2 separate regions of the Mus musculus genome follow, and region 1 is linked to region 2. Evidence: chromatin contacts called from public promoter capture Hi-C data. All regions are on one chromosome and are shown on one strand. The core of a region is the stretch at or near the end of the contact, and the rest is flanking DNA. Distances in the headings are between cores, read along the strand shown. Region 1 holds the start of Myl9 (myosin, light polypeptide 9, regulatory). Region 2 holds the start of Aar2 (AAR2 splicing factor homolog).

Region 1 (4,198 bases), core at 151-2,650, 230 kb before region 2:
TTTCTTTCTTTCTTTCTTTTCTTTCTTCCTTCCTTCCTTCCTTCCTTCCTTCCTTCCTTCCTTCCTTTCTTTCTTTCTTTCTTTCTTTCTTTCTTTCTTTCCTGTCTGTCTGTCTGTCTGTCTGTTTTGTTTTGTTTTTCTTGTTTTTTCGAGACAGGGTTTCTCTGTATAGCCCTGGCTGTCCTGGAGCTCACTTTGTAGACCAGGCTGGCCTCGAACTCAGAAATCCACCTGCCTCTGCCTCCTGAGTGCTGGGATTAAAGGCGTGCGCCACCATACCCGGCTCTGTTTTGGTTTTTTGAGTCAGGGTTTCTCTGTGTAGCCCTGGTTGTCCTGGAACTCACTCTGTAGACCAGGCTAGCCTCGAACTCAGAAATCCACCTGCCTCTGCCTCCCAAGTGCTGGGATTAAAGGCGTGCACCATCACTGCCCGGTTTGGCCATCAGCTTTCTTAGCCCATCCTGTCTGCAGACCTCTAGGGCAGGCCCAGCTAGGCTCCCCTAGTGTATCCCTGCCCTCTCTACATCCCTGAGAGGCATCCCCCCCACACACACACACACAAAGGGAAGTGAATACCTGTGAGAGGGTTGGGAGCCAGGACACCACGCTAGGCTGGGGCCAGTGGGTGGCAGGTTTGGCTCTTGAAGGGCCAGGCACTTTCTAGACTTGGTTGAGTGACTTAAATTAGGAATAAGCTGTGTCCTTAACTCTGAAGCCATATGCTCCCCTCTCTGGGGTCCTAGACACCAAGGATCAGACAGCTGGAACTTGGCGCGGTCATGGCTAGACCATCCCTCCCTCCTCATTACTAGTCTCCATAGCTGGCTGTGCCAGATACCCTGCTTTCCAACCGGCTCATCAAGCAACCAGGGCGGCTGGAGGGTTGTGAAGAAGCCAAGACCCCCTCATCCCACCGTTCTCTAGTGCACACAGCACTGGAGATAAGGAAGGCATGAGGTGGTTACCATCCCTCCTGGGGTAGGGTTTGCAAAACTGGGTGTGAGCGCTGTGCTTCCGTAGGGCTCAATTTCCTCTGCCACACACAGTTTCTTGGGTCAGGGATGCCCTCAACCCCCTCACTGGCATCTCTACAGGCAGGTAGCCTGGAGTTTCCAGGCTTGGTGTGTTAGGCTCTTTAGCAAAAGGACACTCTGGATCCTTGTTTCCTTGCCCAAAGACCAGTTTTCCGGGGCGCAGAACCACCAGTTGCTCAGTCCCAGGCCAGGGTCCCCTTTAGGACCCAAGCAAGGCAGTAGCCCCAGCCCACACCACTAAGCATGCCACAGCCCTCAGAAGGCCGGGTGAGGTTCAGCCTGACCACCTACTGTAGCTGCCCGGGTGCTGAGTGGGCTCCCACCTGCTGCAGAGAAGAAAAGTCCTCGGCGCTGTTGCGGTGCTTCGAGAGTTGGCTGGCAGCAGCTCCGACCGATGCTCGATGCTCGGAGCTCTGGGGGCGGAGCCGGGGCTGGAGGGTCCGCAGGCCGCCCGGCCTTACAAGGCAGAAGAATGCGCGGGGGTGGGGTGGGGGCGGGGCTGAGGCAGCCAGCCCGGCCTTATTAGGCCTCTGCTTGCAGGCTGAGAAGCTGGGGTGCCCCTGGAATAGCCCCCCTCGACGCAGCCTTTCTCTGGGTCGGCCCAGGCTGGGGCATGGAAGCAGATTGAGGTGTCAAGACTGGCAAGAAGGGCGGAGCCTTCAGCGTTTCCCAGCTCTCCGACCCCCTCTTGTCCCAGAGGCCCCTGCTGTGTCTGGTGGAAGGCTGGCTTTCACCCGGCCAAGTATGGTCCTTTTTTTTCAGGGAGACTCAATCCTCACAACAGCGGCCATCACTCTTTCCCTAGGGCTTTCTGGCATTCAGTTACTTTGTAAATAGCTGCCTGGCTCCGCAATGGGGCAGGCAACTGATCCATCTGCCTAGGGAGCCCTGGGAGCCTGAAACCGCCTACATCCCGGGACAGTTCTGAGCTCGGCTGAAAAGGAGTTAAGGGTGATGCTGGGAAATGGAGCCAGATTGAGAGGAGATGGAGCCAGATGCGGTGGTTCATGCCAGTAATCTCGGCATTTGAGAAGCTGAGGCAGCAGGATTGCCAACATCGAGTATAGTGTAGGTTCCAGGTCAGTCTGAGCTATGGAGCAAGGTTGTCTAAATAAATAGAAGGTAACAGTTTTTATCTGTCCTGGCAACATTAGAGGTAACAGTTGAAACACTTCCGGAACTAGAATTTGGGGAGTAGTTTAGCTTAGCGTAGAGGTCAGAAGTCACAAAGGAAAAGTAATGGATGTCAGTGCAGGAGATTTAGAGAGCGTATGGCACGCTCAAGGACAGGAGAGCAGACAGTAAGTGGGGGAGATGCTGGTTGGGCTTATGGGGCAGTGGGAAACTGGGCGACAAGGGGAGGGGTTCTGGAAACACTTCAGTGCTTCAGCCAATAGGACTTGAAAACGGACCAGACTGGAATGAGAAGAAAGTTGGCTCCAAGAATTCAATTCTTTTAAAAATTCTATTTATTCGTGATGAGAGTTGGTGTGGAAGTCAGTGGACTGTTGCAGGCCTGCCTGGCCACATACGAACAGCAAGTGCCATTACCAAGGAGCCTCTCTCACGCCCCAGCTCAGGATTTCAGTGGGGCAGCTGGAGAGAGTGCTGCCATTTTCTTAGTTGGGCAGCGTGGGCGTAGGCGGAGCAGATTTGGGAGAGATCCATTTTGTCTTGGATTTATTCATTTTTGGAAACTTTCTTTTGAGATAATTTCAAGCATACTAAGGTTCTAAGACTCGTATAGAAAACTGACTTCCTTGAGAGTCTCCAGTTGACCTTTGGCTCCTCACTCTTCCCTGTGGGAATATGCACATTGCCCAACACTTGATAGTGAATAAGATTTTAGTATATCCTAAAAGGAGGACTCTTTTACATATTGATAGTATATTATCAAAATCATAAGATTTAACATTGATTTAGGCTTTTAATTTATGACCTATATTCCAATTGTGCCAGATGTCTCAGTAATATCCTGTATGGAAATTTGTTCTGGTCCAGGTTGTGTGTGATGGGTGAGGTGCAGGTGCCATGGGCATCATTCTATGGAGCTTGAAGATGATGTCATGTAGCTGGAGGGTGATGTCATGGAGCTGGAGAATGTTGCCATGGAGCTGGAAGATGTTGTCATGGAGCTGGTTGTGGTGGATTGAATATGCTTGCTCAGGGAGTAGCACTATTAGGAGGTGTGGTCTTGTTGGAGTAGGTGTGGCCTTGTTAGAGGAAGTGTGTCACTGTGGGGGTGGGTTTTGAGACCCTCATCCTAGCTGCCTGGAAGCCAGTCTTCTGTCTGCCTTTGGATGAAGTTGTAGAACTCTCAATTCTTCCAGCACCATGGCTGCTTCCTGTCATGATGATAAAGGACTGAACCTCAGAACCAGTAAGCCAGGGCCAATGAAATGTTATCCTTTAGCAGAGCAGTAGTGGCACACGCCTTTAATCCCAGCACTCGGGAGGCAGAGGCAGGTAAATTTCTTTTTTTTTCTTTCTTTATTTTTATTTTTATTTTTATTTTTGCAGGTGGATTTCTGAGTTCGAGGCCAGCCTGGTCTACAAAGTGAGTTCCAGGACAGCCGGGGCTACACAGAGAAACCCTATCTTGAAAAACAAAAAAACAAAACAAAAAAATAAATGTTATCCTTTTTAACAGTTGCTGGTCATAGTGTCTTTTTACAGAAATGGAAACTCAAAGACACTGGTCCTCTCTATCTTTATAAGAGCTCTGCTGATAGAACTTGTCACCAGGCCTTTGGCATAAACCCCATTACCCACTGACTCGTCTCACCAGTTGTATAACTTTCCAAGTTTTTTGTTTTAAGTTTATTTACTTTTGCGTGTGTGTATATGTGTGTGTAATGCATATTATAATGATACACACATATACACATATATACATATATTTTTTGAGATGGTCTCATGTAACACAGGCTAATCTCAGACACTGTGCCCTGAGGATGCCCTTGGACTTTTGATCTTGCACTTCTGCATCCCAAGTGCTAAGAATCAACCTATGGCCTCCTACTTGCTAGGCAAACACTCTTACCCAGTGAGCTGCATCTTTAACTTCTTTTACAGATAGATAGACAGACAGACAGACAGACAGACAGACAGACTTGGAATTGGTCCCAGGGACCTACAAAGGTCCTTAAAGCAAGTGTTGAGCT
Region 2 (4,064 bases), core at 416-2,915:
CTACTGACAAAACACTCAGATTACAGGCACTACCCAGGATCTTTACTGGGCCCCAAAAGAAATATCCACAGAATAAGACTACTGAAAACCAGATATTTGTATTTTACACAGAAGTGGCCTCAAAATACACAAGCAGAAAAATCGAGTGCTGCTTGATGTTTACTCTTTTATTTAAAACAAACAAAAAATCCTTTTACAAAAAAATATTAGGAGCACACTTCATTGTCTTTACCTAAAAAAACAGGAGAAAAGACTCTAAATTAGCACTCTTTTTCAAACTGCAAGATGTATCTTGAGTTAAGAAATCATTTTTAGCCGGGCGGTGGTGGCGCACGCCTTTAATCCCAGCACTTGGGAGGCAGAGGCAGGAGGATTTCTGAGTTCGAGGCCCAGCCTGGTCTACAAAGTGAGTTCCAGGACAGTCAGGGCTACACAGGGAAACCCTGTCTCGAAAAAACAAAACAAAACAAAACGAAAGAAAGAAAGAAAGAAAGAAGGAAGGAAATCATTTTTAGACAGAAAGCTATCTGAAATAATGAGAAAAGTTACACAGAAGCCAGAAGAGGATGCTGAATTCCCTGACACTGGAGTTAGAGGTGGGTTTAGCACCATGGCGCCCTTAGGAACTGAGTCCAGGTCCCCTGGAAGAGCAGACAAGTCTCTTAACCACCAAGTCATCTCTCCAGCACCAAGAAGAGAACTTTTAAGCTATTGGAATGCCACAAGTAACAAGGATAGGAATGGTTCCAAGAAGACATGTGCTTGTATATACATGTGATCACAGCATAAAAGTCTTGTGACTGTAGTTCACAGTAAAAAAAAAAAAAAGTCTGAAACACAAACGAATACTCTTCACAAGCCTGCAATACAGAGACAACTCCTCAGCGTATTCACCGCCTTCCAAGAGTGGAGAGTACTTGGTCCTCAATGCGTTCTCTATCTGGCTTTAGGGAATGGCCCGAAAACGCTGCATGAATTTCCCTGGGCAACTCTTCAGCTAATTTAATACCACCCCAATCCGAAGGATTGTTCTAACCACACTGGCTTCTTTCTTACCCTCACACCAGAGAAAACTCTACCCATAGCACTTGGTCACACAATTATTTTTCTTTTTTTAATCTTAGTAAAGCCTCCTCGACCCGGGACTAAGTCAAATGTTGGTGATGACACTCTGGCTACCCTGTTGCCGTTCAGTTCCAGGGACAGGTGTGTAACTTTGTGTACTTGGTTGAAGACTGTCATGCCCACAAGACTCGAGTCCCTGATGCCTAGCATACACACGAAGCTTAATTTTTTTTTTTTAACTTACGATAATATGCACTTTAAATAAAGCCAGGAAGCCGGGTAGGTGACTTACCGGAAGCCACGCAGATCCAGCTCGAGTGAGTCTCGTTCTCTGGTTACAGTTAAAGGGGTGTGGGGGGAAGTTCCTTCGGGAGCCCCAGAGACCCTGACCACGGTGTCCTCAGGGACGGGTTCTCAGGAAGAAAGGCCTCCTCAGACACCAGCTCACAAAGCCAGACTCCGCCAGCGCGATTCTGAGACAAGAAGCGAGGTGGCCCGACCACACACAAGGAAACCGGAGGCCGAAAGGCGCACCGAGGGCCGACACTCACCGTAGCACCTCAAGCTCCGGTTCCGCGGAAACGGGACGGAAGTTCGGCTGCTTTGGTGCCGGATAGGTGCTACGGAAAAAGTAGTCCGGCGGAGCCCCGAGTCTCAGAAGAAATGGCCCGTGCTTCCAGGTTCCTCACGATAAGCACTTCATTTTCTTCTTACTGTTTCGTTTTACTTCCCGAATTATAAATAACGACTTTAATTAAACTATCCACTTTATATCCCCGTCCAGAAACATACTCACCATCCACAGTCCTTTTGGTCTCAAGCAGACACGGGCTGGCCAAAGCATGGTTCAGGTGTTGGCACACAGTAGCCACAGACTGGCTCAGTCATGGTTGGTCCTCTTTAGCCACATTTCCTATGCCGGTCACCATGTCAAAAGTTCCCTATTATCTCCAAGTCCCGGCTTCCAGACACATTCATCCCTAGTTTCAGAACCAAGGCTGTTGCCTGAAGGGAGAACCAGTCCCTTCAAACGCAAACACAGCAGTTCCTCTGGAAATGACCACCCAGTGTTTTCCAGGCCTTACAGAATACAGCAGTCAAGCTATAAATGTGCACTGAGTGAGGAAACCTGACTGTCTTTTTCTTCTCTATTTCCTTAGAACCTAGCACATAGCCCTCATAAATGTACTGTGTATTTAATAACAAATCAAATGATGTGTATAGTAAATGACTATCCATAGGCCTTGCTGTATTAGTCAGGGTTCTCTAGAGTCACAAAACTTATGGGTAGTCTCTATATAGTAAGGGAATTTGTTGATGACTTACAGTCTGTAGTCCAGCTCTCCAACAATGGTGAGCAGCAGCTGTGAATGGAAATCCAAGGATCTAGCAGTTGCTCAGTCCCACAAGGCAAGCAGGTGAACAAGAGAGAGAGAGAATCTTCCTTCTTCCAATGTCCTTATGTAGGTCTCCAGCAGAAAGTGTGTGCCCAGATTAAAGGTGTGTGCCATCACACCTGGATCTGGAACTTGCTTTGTCCCACATGACTTTAAACTCAGAGATCTCCCCTGTCTTAATCTTCTCGGATTCATAACCACTATGCCTCAAGATTTCCATGCCATTATCCAGGTCAGACACTTGCATCTCCCAGCCTCCAGATTAGGGTCACTGTGAGCCTACCAATTCTGGATTGTAGTTCATTCCGGATATAGTCAAGTTGACAACCAGGAAGAGCCAGTACACTAACCTTGTGCTCAGTGGTTCTGTACATCAGAACTCCACCATGAGCCAGAGCTACTGGGAGATACATAGATACTACTTCTAATCTCCTCACTAACCATAGCCAAGATGTGACCCTCCTCTAATCTTGTACTGCCAACTTTCCCGACCTGATTGTAAGCTTGTTTATCTATAAAGGCAGGATTCTCAAAGGCCTTCAGTCTCTTCTTCGGGTGACTTTACCAAGACTGGCTGTAGCTACAATGGCTGACAGAGCAGAAGACAAATAACCTCCAACTTCACTATTGCCCACCTGCCTCTTAAGTGGCCTTCCTACAGCACTGATGGTTGTCAATGGAGAGAAACCATAAAAGCATGCCCAAATTCCTGGAAAAGCCTTGCTATTCCCAGAAAGGACGGGAGTCCCTCTGCCCCCTTTACTGGCTATTGATTGATTGCATCATACCTGCATATCTATAAGCCCGGGTTGGTAAAGGGCTTGATCTGAGTTTAATCTCCCATCTCTGTTCCTATCCCTTGCTGATAGATATGTCCTCCATCTTTTTACTGGTGCTACAATTCTGGGAGAAGAATGACCAAGTATAGGGATAAAGACTTGGCAATTAGGATTCTCAATTTACAAAAGAGGAAACTGAGCTTCACAGAGGCACCACAAACCCCAAGAGTACAAACAAACAAACAAACAAACAAACAAACAAACAAACAAACCATGTGATCTAAAAGCAGCTGGAGTTCTAGCCCCTGTGCTGCTGCTTCTTGTGTGTCATTGTTCCCCAGCGACAGCTGACCACATCAATCTGCCCCACTCACAACTTCACAATTCATGTTTTAGGGGGCTGCAGACTAGGCTAGACAGGGCAATCATAGTTAATCACAGTGGGCTGCCACAGGTTAGCCAGAGGTGAGTCAGGCAGTCAATCTCAACCTTCCCTATCAGTTCCATTTCCCTTGGGAACTGGCTCAACTCCTTCCCCCTCCCCTCTCTACTCCCTTCTTAGGTGCTGAACTCTGTGGTGTGGGCTCCGAGCTTCCAGGTGGTTTCATATGGCTTCTCCATATTTTTAGAGTCCCAGGGCATTTAACACTGGACATGGAAGTTGCAGGATAGAAAGATGCTGGCCTGGAACACCCAGCTTTGTGAGCTACACTCATCCAAAGCACCATTTCTCAACTTTGGTACCCATGGTATGTGAGGTAGGTAATTCTTGATGGCAGACAGCTGTTCTGTGGATTGGAAGAAGTCTAGCTGCAAACATAGG

The links. Promoter capture Hi-C pulls out the DNA fragments that hold promoters and counts their contacts.
Region 1: a promoter capture Hi-C map of stem cell-derived epiblast-like cells shows a contact between it and region 2, with 5 times the contacts expected there. The contact joins the promoter of Myl9 here to the promoter of Aar2 in region 2. A contact is called at or near these places in 15 of 39 promoter capture datasets (the 3T3-L1 cell line, 3T3-L1-derived adipocytes, the HPC-7 cell line and 8 more), 1 of 484 Hi-C or Micro-C datasets (cerebellum), 3 of 115 datasets of contacts at active chromatin or transcription factors (T-cell acute lymphoblastic leukemia, embryonic stem cells and stem cell-derived neural progenitor cells) and 3 of 9 other capture datasets (adipose tissue, liver and pancreatic islet).

The regions. Positions count from the first base shown.
Region 1 is chr2:156,772,666-156,776,863 of GRCm38.p6, reverse strand. Myl9 (myosin, light polypeptide 9, regulatory) reads right to left here and starts at 1,400. Exons shown (of 4, transcript NM_172118.1): 1 at 1,358-1,400.
Region 2 is chr2:156,545,177-156,549,240 of GRCm38.p6, reverse strand. Aar2 (AAR2 splicing factor homolog) reads right to left here and starts at 1,665. Exons shown (of 4, transcript NM_026661.4): 1 at 1,358-1,665.